Linked DNA regions of Mus musculus: region 2 is linked to region 1. A link is a contact called in public HiChIP or PLAC-seq data. All regions are on one chromosome and are shown on one strand. The core of a region is the stretch at or near the end of the contact, and the rest is flanking DNA. Distances in the headings are between cores, read along the strand shown. Region 1 overlaps Ranbp10 (RAN binding protein 10). Region 2 overlaps Nfatc3 (nuclear factor of activated T cells, cytoplasmic, calcineurin dependent 3).

Region 1 (4,712 bases), core at 389-2,888:
ATGGTGGTGGTATACTCCTTTAATCCCAGCACGTGGGAGGCAGGAGCATAGGAAAATGAGAAATGAAGGCTCTCACACTATCCAAGCTCCTTCCATTGCACCATCACATGAGCCGTCAGGATTTCTGACTACTTCTTCAGCTGCTAAGCCATCTGCATTCTGAATTTCCCTGTAGCACCTACTGCCAGAGCTCCAAGGGTCGGGCAGCGCCAGGCTCTTTAGCTCCATCCTCTCTTCTAGCCCTAGCCCCTGGGCAGCTGCTTCAGACAAGTTCCTGACTGATCCCCTTTACAGTCAGGGCTTACCTGAATGCCCTACAGGACTGAACTACTGGGCAACAACCAATTAGCTTCTTCTCTCCAGCCAGTCTCTAGGCACTGGCTTAGGAGCTATGTACAGGACTAGAATACTAACGGGAAGTATGACTCCCAGTTTTAGGCCCAAGAATTCTGCGTAGTGAGAAAGAAGGGCACCCCATATCTTAGTGCAGCCCTAATGTTAAACTCAGCCAGATGGAGAAAAGTACCGCTTCCCTCACAGTAGGCCTGAGCACCACAGGGCACACCTCATGAAGCACCAGCTCCTGAGAGGAAAGGCGTTCCAGAGAGATGATGGCTTGAACAGAGAGCCTGGAGTGGGTGCTTACCAGGCAACAAGGGTCCCAGCTTACATAAAGTAGGAAAGAATAATTCCTGGTTGGCAGCTATACACAAGCATCATTTCCAGACTATCAAAACCTACCAACAGTATCTAAAACAGCAGTATCTGAAACATCATCGGCTGTGTATCACCACCTGCTACTGTATTTACCTCAGATACTCTCCAGTGCTTGAGATGCACCCTTGGGAAGATAGAGGAAGGATACTGAACATCCTGTTACTTATTCACCCTCTTCCATGAACCTGGCACTGACCCCTGAACTCTCTGCTCTGTGGTTCCTCTCCTAAGCCTGTGCAGATGTGACAGATGAACTATGTGCAGAATGTGGCCCAGCTGGTAGAAGCAGCTTTCCTGCTGGGGCTAGCTATCCTGTTGCTATCCAAGCTAGAAGGCTTGGTAAGGTGCACTCCAGGAGGAAAGATGCACAGTTACTTTCCACATCCTGTGGAGACAAAGCAGACTGTTCCTCCCTGTGTCCTCTGCCATCTCAGTCCCTAGCCCAGGCTTGGGCAATAGCTGCTCCAGGAGATATAATGCCAACCCTAACTAGATCCTTCCAGATATGTCTTTCCAACAATTAAAGAAAATAGGTCTTAGTGGGCATGAATTCTTCTCTGCAGGGTTGTAACAAGCAAGGTAATATATGAAACACCATGAGAACAGCCTCCTTACTACAGAAAAGACAAGTGGGGCAATGCCAGAACCTAGCTCTGTTGCACATGGTCCTTCTTTAGACACAGCATGAGTTTCCCTGGACACAGAAACAAAATCTACACCCCCCCCCCAATCTCTCAAAGCACCCAAGCACCCAAACACTGAAGAAGCCCAAACCCCCGGTCTCCACCCACAATCCTACCTTCTTCATCCAGCTTCCTCAATCAAGGAATCCCTTGATTGCCAGACCCTGCTCTTTCTCCAAGGCAACGGGTGTGGCAGCAGCAGGCAGCTACACTCACCTACCAGTAGATCATCTAGTCTTGCCTGTGAGTCATTTAGCCCAGGGTTCCAACATTCTTATTTTGGAGCCACACCTGCTACTTGGTTTCACACTTAAAGAGGCCAAAGAACACCTTACAAAAGATAAACAAAACTTCTATCTACATCTTTCAACAGAAACTTCTGACAGTGCAAACTAAGACACTCCCAAATGCTCTCAAGAATCTGAGCAGCACAGCCTCATGGGAGAGATGTGCCTGTCATCATCTGCACCAGTAAGTACCCACAGTGCCACCCCTCTGCCCCAACAGCCTGGAAGGCAAAGGAGCTCCAGTGAGCCAATAACCTATAAGAACACATTAGAAGCATCAACATTCTGACCACGTGCTCAGCCACCTTCCAGAAGAATGCCACTCCTGCTAGCACAGCCTACATTCAAATTCAGAAAACAGGCACTGTAGGGGAAAGGACAGTCTCTGTCTCTCTCTGTGTCTCTGTCTCTCTCTGTGTCTCTGTCTGTCTCTCTCTCTCTCTCTGTATCTCTGTCTCTGTCTGTCTCTCTCTCTGTCTCTCTGTGTCTCTCCCTCTCCCTCTCCCTCTCTGTCTCTCTCTGAGACAGGGTCTCTTTATTATATAGTTCCTGCTATCCTGGACCTCACTGTGAAGAACAGGGTAGCCTTGGGCTCACAGAGATCCACCTGCCTCTGCCTTCTGAGCGCTGAGATTAAACATGTCCCCCATCACACCCAGCCTTAAATAGTGCAGTTTCAATAAAAACTACCTCCAGTCTATATGCAGACTCTCACAGAACTATAAGTGCACAGGTCCTCCCATTTTCAGGTAGAAAAAAACATTTACCTTTTCCAACAACGATAGCTATACTTATGCACCACTCCCTTTTTGTGTGTCAGGTAGAACTCTTAGTATTTTCTACAAATAAACATTCATCAGGATGTGGCAGTACACACCTGCAATCCCAGCATTTGGGATGCTAAGGCAGGAAGATTCTGAGCCTCTGGACACCTGGGGATGTATTGTGAGATCCTATCTTAAACCCTCCTTGTAAAAGAATCTTTAGTTTTTATTAGTATTTACTTCATATGCTAATATATTTCTTCCATTTACAGATGAAGAAACTAAAGAGCCAAGCAATAAAGTAATTGTTGCAGGTAACAAAGCTGCAAGAGTGCAAAAGCAGACAATGTGGCTCCCCAGCCATGGTCTTAGCCACTGAACCAGGCAGTTTCACAAGTCAACCACACAGCCCTCAAGATCTTCCAGGCTGGCAAGAGAATCTTGATGTCTCAGCAGGTAAGGGTGCTTGCTGCCAAACACAATGTCTTGAGTTGGATCCCCAGACTCAAGGGTAGAAGATAACTGAGCACTGCAAGTTATCCTATGACCTCCACACACATACACAAACCTGTGTGGGTAGCCACACACATACACAAACACAATCAGTTAGCAGTCTTCTGCAAGACCAAATGTGAGCCAGCTTTTGATTCAGTGACACACACTGAACCCCGTAAGTATGAGGTGGAAGAGCCCACCACCATCAGTGAGTGTCACAGAGCTTAGGGCACTGGCGTAGGCTGAGTTCCAAACCAAGGCTTACCCAAGCTGAAGGCTGGCCTCAGGCTAAGAGGATCTGATGAAAACTGGATACAAAAGGACAGGTGACTTACTGAAGTTCATTATGTTGAGGCAAAGGACAGCAAAATACAAGAACCATTTCAACCCAAAGCCATTATGCAAGGCCCTGTAAACACTCTCGGTGAGTCATGATTAAAAGATGTACTCCACAGCCAGGTATGGAGCACACACCTTTGATCTCAGTACTCTGCATGGCAGACACAAGTGGATCTCTGTGAACTCAAGGCCAGCCTGGTCTACAGAGTGAGTTCCACCACAGCCAGGGCTACACAGTGAGACCCTGTCAATAAAATGAAGTCCAAGTCCTAAGGAGCTCACAACTCAATCATGAATTTGACAGATGTGAGTCAGACAAGGAGTGATTACACATGTCAGAGTTAAAGGGACCAAGCAGGATCACACTAGGGGTCAGGAGGAAGGACAGACATCTCAGGGCAAAATCAAACAATGCCTGCCGGTAGCAGTGTGGGATGTCAGCAGCATGTTGGAGGTGCCCCACAGCCAGGAATGTGCAGCATGAGCAGGGGACGGAGGTATTTGGGGAGGAGGCAGAGCAAAGACTGTCTTCTCTCTCAGCAGAGGAATCAGAGGTCCAAAGCAGACAGGGCACAATGTGCACAGTAGAAAGCAGAGGGCTGGGGCTGGAGAGATGGCTCAGTGGTTAAGAGTACCGACTGGGGAATGGGTGGGTAGGGAGCGGGGGGGGGGGGGGTATGGGGGACTTTTGGGATAGCATTGGAAATGTAATTGAGGAAAATACGTAATAAAAAATTAAAAAAAAAAAAAAAAAAAAAGAGTACCGACTGCTCTTTCAAAGGTCCTGAGTTCAAATCCTAGCAACCACATGGTGGCTCACAACCATCCGTAATGAGATCTGACGCCCTCTTCTGGTGCATCTGAAGACAGCTACAGTGTACTTAGATATATTAATAAATAAATCTTTAAAAGAAAGAAAAAGAAAGCAAGCAGAGAGCTGAGGTGAAGAACCCAATAAGGAAGTCATGGATGCTGAAAGGACAGACAGCAGCAGAAGCATGGGACAAGATGAGCAGAGGGCCTGCAGGTTACTCTAGGAGCACACTGGAGGGCTAGGAGTCTGGCTATCAGCAGAGGACACCTGGTCTTTGCAAGAAAACTTCCATTTAGAGCAAGCAGTTCGGGCTGGCGAGATGGCTCAGTGGTTAAGAGCACTGACTGCTCTTCCGAAGGTCCTGAGTTCAATTCCCAGCAACCACATGGTGGCTCACAACCATCCGTAATGAGATCTGATGCCTTCTTCTGGAGTGTCTGAAGACAGCTATGGTACTTACATATAATAAAATAAATAAATCTAAAAAAAAAAAAAAAAAAAAATAGAGCAAGCAGTTCACTGTCTGCCAGCCTTAAGAACCAAGATTCTCAGGGGATGACTTGCTTAAGAGCTGAGTGCAGTCAGGGCGGTGAGCAGGACTCTCCTGCTGGAC
Region 2 (5,398 bases), core at 1,538-4,037, 280 kb after region 1:
TTTGTTTTTTTTGTTTTTTGAGGCAGGGTTTCAATCTGTATGCCCTGGCTGACCTACAGCTTGTTATATAGTCCATGTGTTGAACTTGCTGTGATCCTTTTGGCTTTGCCTCCAGAGTTCTGGAATTACAGGTGTATGCCACCAAACCTGGCTGAATGCCTTATTTGAATTGTCTTTGCTTAATATGAAACGATGGGACTATATTACTTTACTTTTTGTTACTTTTTATTGCAATATGTTTGCATTCAAGTTGTAATGTAATTTTCAGCAATTTTTCTTATTTATTTATTTGTATGTATGTATGTATGTATGTATGTATGTATGTATGTATGTATGTATATATTTGTGCATGCACAAGCCCAGAAGCTAGGGGAAGATATTGGGTGGTCTATTTTACCCTTGAGACAGAATCAATCTCCCACTGTCTTTTGCCTCTGCTTCTTTAGTTCTATTGTTACAGGCTTCTGTTGCCACACCTGGTTGTTGTTTAATCTTAAATGAATGTCTGCTTGTATGTTTGTTTTTCCTTTTTTTGTTTTTGAGTCATGGTTTTCCTCTGCTGGTTAGGCTGGCTTGAAGCATACTATATCTTAAATTTGAGATCCTCTGCCTCAGCCTTGGGATAGCTGGGATTAGAGGCATGTGCCATTACGTCTGGCTTTTGACTGTTTTAAGTTTTGAAGCTTTTCTCTCAGTTGTTTGGTGATTGTTGTTACCTGCTTATCACTTAAAACGAAGCACCGAGATATATTGTTTGGTGATCACAGTGATGTTTGCTAATGCAGCCTCCTTGTAGGGGTTCTTACTAGGTTGCCTTTGAGGTCATTATCTGTAGTTCGTTTTCCTTTGGCTAATTAGAGTCCCAAGTGAAAAGTCTGCCAGTCTATTGCCTAGAGTGTAAGTGTGTATGCTGTGAGCCAAGGGAGTAGAAGAGCACTTAGGGTTTCAATATACACGTTTTAGAATGGCTTGGTTTCATCATCCTGTTTTCAGTATGGTTGCCCAGGTTCTCAGCCTTCCTTCTTTCTCCTTGTCAGAAGATTTCATTTACTGCCTAAAGAAAAAGAGTGGTAGGTGTGGAAATTCAGGAGCAGGGTTAGTTACTCATTCAAAAAGCTCTGAATCCAGCTAGTTTTTTAGTTTAGCCTTCACTTCTTTCTAATTCTGGATTTGCTTATTCTACATATGTACTATAAAGGGCATAATATAATGGTGTGTGACTTTGTGTCTATGTCTTTCACTTAGAATGTTTTCAGGCTGTAGCCTTTCTTTCCTTCCTTCCTTCCTTCCTTCCTTCCTTCCTTCCTTCCTTCCTTTTCTTTTCTAAAAAAGATTTATTTATTTATTATAAAATAACTAAGTACACTGTAGTTGTCTTCAGATACTCCAGAAGGAGGAGTCAGATCTCATTATGCTTGGTTGTGAGCCACCATGTGGTTGCTGGGACTTGAACTCAAGACCTTCGGAAGAGCAGTCAGAGCTCCTAACCGCTGAGCCATCTCTCCAGCCCCACCTTTCCTTTCTTAATGAGAGATTCTTGTTTACTGTGTTGCTTCAGCCTGCTAAGTAGGTTGATTGCAGTTGTGTAGCACCACAATAAGTTTTATTTATTCTTCCTTACTAGGTTATCCATTAATCTATTGAGAATTATCTGATTTTTTTAACCCTTTGGCCATTTCAAATAATGCTATTATAAACATATGTGTCTAAGTTTTTATATAGACATATTTTTATTCTCATGAATACATAATTGAGAAGAATTGCTTAGTCCATAGTCATTCTTTTCATTGCATTTGCTTTTTGAGATAGTAGTCCAGACTGATCTGGAACTCACCATGTAGCTCAGGCTGGCCTTGAATTTGTGCCAGTCCTCCTGCTTAGTCTATTGAGTACTTGAATTTCAGTTATGAGTCACTGTGCTTTGCTAAAGAATTGAAAGCAGGGCTGGATTGAGGAGCCAGGTGTATATAGTCAAGGGTGATCTAGAATTCTTAACCTTTTGCCTCAACTTCCCAGTGCTGGTATTATGACCTTGTGCTACTATGTCCATCTTGCTTGATTATTAATTGATTGATTAGTTGATTATTGTTGTTGCTCTTATTTTGGTTTTGAGACAGGGTCTCTTTTTACCCCCCTCTCATCTCTGTTTTTGAGACAAAGTCTTGCTCTGACAAACTCTTTCAGTAGTTCTCCTGCCTCAGCCATCCACATCCTGGGATTACTGTTGTTAGTCATGAGGCAGAGACAGGAGAATCACTGTAGTTCAACACAAGGCAGGTATACATAGAGTTGTAGGCGAGCTTTGTGTACATGGCAGTTTGCCAACCAATCACAGATACATAGTGAGACACTCCCTCCCCTATTTCTCTGTCTTTAAAAACAAAAGGTGTTGGAGGACTTCATATAGAACTTGATGTACTATGTTTGTTTGCCCAGTATTTGTAACACCTTAGGTTCAGTCCTGAAAAACACAAAACAACAAAACTGTATTACTGTGTCCCGAGCAGCAATGCGGCAGAACTTAAAGTGTTTTTTCACAGTTGCTCTTCTCTATCTTTGTGGGAACATGACCATGGACAGCACATAATTGAGTGTGGCCAAGTTCCAATAAAATTTTATTTATAGACACAGAATTTGAATCACATTATATCCATAAAATTTTCTTTTAAAAACCATTCTTAACTTGTAGGCTGTCATTTAAAAACAAAAAACCAGGTGGTAGGACAGATTGGGCTCACAGGCTGTATTCTGCCAGACCCTGGTTTACTGTTCGTAAAGACGTGAACATGCTCTCTGTATTCTCTAGATTACTGTCTGCTTTCCTAGGGCCCTCTGGTGGCTGATAGAACATTTACAAAAATTAAATTAGTCAAAATGGTTCTGGAGCATCATGAAGTCTACGGTTGAAAATCTCAATGACTGTTAAAGTGTGGTTGGAGTGAGTGCCATCGTCTCAGAGTTAGGACTTCTGGACACGTGGGGAAAAAGATGAAACTATTTTGTGTGTGTGTGTGTTCATGTCTTTGTATTACTTTAAGACATTGTGTGGGTACACTCATGCTCCCGTGCATGAGGAGGGTAGAGGAGGAGGTCAGGTGTTTCTCTGTGACTGTTCTATGGTTTTGACACAGGGCCTCTCGTTGAACCAGGAGCTCACCATTTCAGCTAGGCTGACTCACCTCCCGGGAACCCCTGAGACCTGACTGCCTCTTAGCCCTCGGTGCCAAGGTCACAGACACTTGGAGCCATGCCCACCCTCATTTATGGGTCACAGGGGTTTGAATTCAAGTTCTCATCCCAGTACAGAAAGCACTATTACCCAATGAACTGTTTCTATCAGCCTCAAGACACCATTTGTGTATTTACTTGTTTTTATCTACAGTTTGCTGGGAGGAAGTTACAAATTTCAGCATTAATCAACTGCTGGAATAACATTGATAAAATAATTACATTAGAATGAAACTATAAAGACTTTCAGCTGGGCGTGGTGGTGCACACCTTTAATCCCAGCACTCGGGCGGTAGAGGCAGGAAGATTTCTGAGTTCGAGGACAGCCAGGGCTATACAGAGAAACCCTGTCTCGAAAAACCAACCAAACAAACAAACAAACAAAAAAAAAACTTTCATAGGTGATTTTTATTCAAAACAAGATTTTTAAAGTACATTCTTAAGTAAAAATTTGTTTTTTAAAAAAATTGGATTGTATAATGATAAAGAATATAGTAGTTGCTAGTATAGTTGTTGCTGGCAGGACTTGCTTAAATATAAAAAAACAAGGGGTGGGTTTTATTTAATTTTATCCATTTTAATTTAATTTATTTTGAGACAGAGTTTTTCTTTGTAGCCAAAGCTATCCTTAAAGTCTCAATTCCACAGCACAAGCTAGAGTGCTGGGATAACAGAAGATGCATGCCACCAGGCCTAGCGAGGGAGTAAATTGAATAGTCTAAATTTGTGAAGATTAATGATCAACTATAATTTAATATCCTCAGTCAGCTATTTTTTATTTAGGTAAAGAATCTAGTGGTGTCTGGTCGCTTTTTGTTTTAATTAATTTGATGTGTTCGATGTTTTGCCTGATTATGTCTGTGTACCATATACATGTCTTGTGCCCTCGGAAGAGGACATTGGATCACTGGGACTGGAGTTTCAGACACTTGTGAGCTTCTTTATGGGTGCTGGGAGTCAAATCAAACCCAGGCCCTGGAAAGAACAGCCAGTGCTCTCTACTAATGAACCACCTCTCCAGCCCCATCTAGTGGCTTTGTAACCTGATCTGCTGTGTGCAGACGTGAATTCTTGATGATACGACTACTGAGGAAGAAGATGTCTGTGTTAATTATATACCCTTCCTAAAAGAAAAGAGAAATCTTGAATTTTACTACAAGGAAAATACCTACAGAGAGTAAATAATGTGAATAAGAGGCCAGGTCAATGTTAATGGTGGGGCAGTACAAATAACAACAAAGCATACCTCTACCAGAAATTAATAAAATCCCATCTTTAGTTGTTTGGTTTTGAGACAGAATATCATTGTGTGTCCCAGATGGGCTTCAAACTCACAGCCTGACCTGGTCTGGTTTAGAACTGTCAATCTTTCTGCCTCCTAAATTCTAGTATGAACTATCCATCATCTCCTCCCAGCCCAAAGGTGTCTCTGTCTCGCCTGTCTCTCCCTCATTTCCACCTTCCTCCCTCCCCACTCTTGTATTTTTGAGATATGGTTACTCTGTGTAGCCCTGTCTGTAGTCTTGGCTGTACTCACTCTGTAGACAAGGCTGGTCTCAAGCTCATAGAGATTCACCTGCCCCTACCTCCTGAGTGCTGGGATTATAGGTATGCACCAACATCACCTGGCTCCCAAGGCGCTTTTCAAAGGCTCTGCTTCACTCAGTCTTAAACTGCAATTGTCAAATACAGTACAATTTCTATCCTTAAAAAAAAATCCTTAGGGCTGGAGAGATGAGTCTGTGTTGAAAGCACCTGCTGTTCTTGCAGAGGGTCTAGGTTCTGTTCCTAGCATCCACAAAGTGACTTACAGCCTTCTGTAACTCCAGTTCTAGGGGACGTTATGCCACCTTCTGGCTTCCAAGGGAACTGCACACATGTGGTGTGTTAATATAAATGCAGGCAGACACACACAAAATTAAAATAATAAAATCTCTAAAGACTTTAATTAAATTCAGGTTTTAGGGGGGGGATGTGGGTGTGTGTGCACATGCTACTATGTGTGTGGGGTGGTATAGGGTGTGTGTGTGAGTGTGCACATGCCATTGTGGGGTGGAGGTGCACATGCTACTGTTGGGGGGGGTGTAGGGTGTGCACATGCCACTGTGTGTGTGTGGGGGGGGTGTAGGGTGTGTATGTGAGTGTGCACATGCCACTGTGCTCAGATAGG

Evidence for each region. HiChIP or PLAC-seq counts read pairs in DNA pulled down with a chosen protein or histone mark.
Region 2: a BATF HiChIP or PLAC-seq map of CD8 T cells shows a contact between it and region 1, with 6 read pairs. The contact joins two enhancer-like sites. A contact is called at or near these places in 1 of 15 datasets of contacts at CTCF or cohesin (the NIH/3T3 cell line) and 2 of 115 datasets of contacts at active chromatin or transcription factors (CD8 T cells and embryonic stem cells).

The regions. Positions count from the first base shown.
Region 1 is chr8:105,792,588-105,797,299 of GRCm38.p6, forward strand. All of the region lies in intron 3 of Ranbp10 (RAN binding protein 10), which reads right to left. Among named protein-coding and RNA genes, the nearest start is that of Ranbp10, 32 kb to the right of the region's middle. Within about 2 kb of position 1,639, at least 38 of the 459 cell types and tissues checked have an H3K27ac peak or open chromatin away from gene starts, as enhancers often do. A contact at or near this core is called in CD8 T cells, where this site is marked.
Region 2 is chr8:106,072,579-106,077,976 of GRCm38.p6, forward strand. All of the region lies in intron 1 of Nfatc3 (nuclear factor of activated T cells, cytoplasmic, calcineurin dependent 3), which reads left to right. Among named protein-coding and RNA genes, the nearest start is that of Nfatc3, 16 kb to the left of the region's middle. Within about 2 kb of position 2,788, at least 39 of the 459 cell types and tissues checked have an H3K27ac peak or open chromatin away from gene starts, as enhancers often do. A contact at or near this core is called in CD8 T cells, where this site is marked.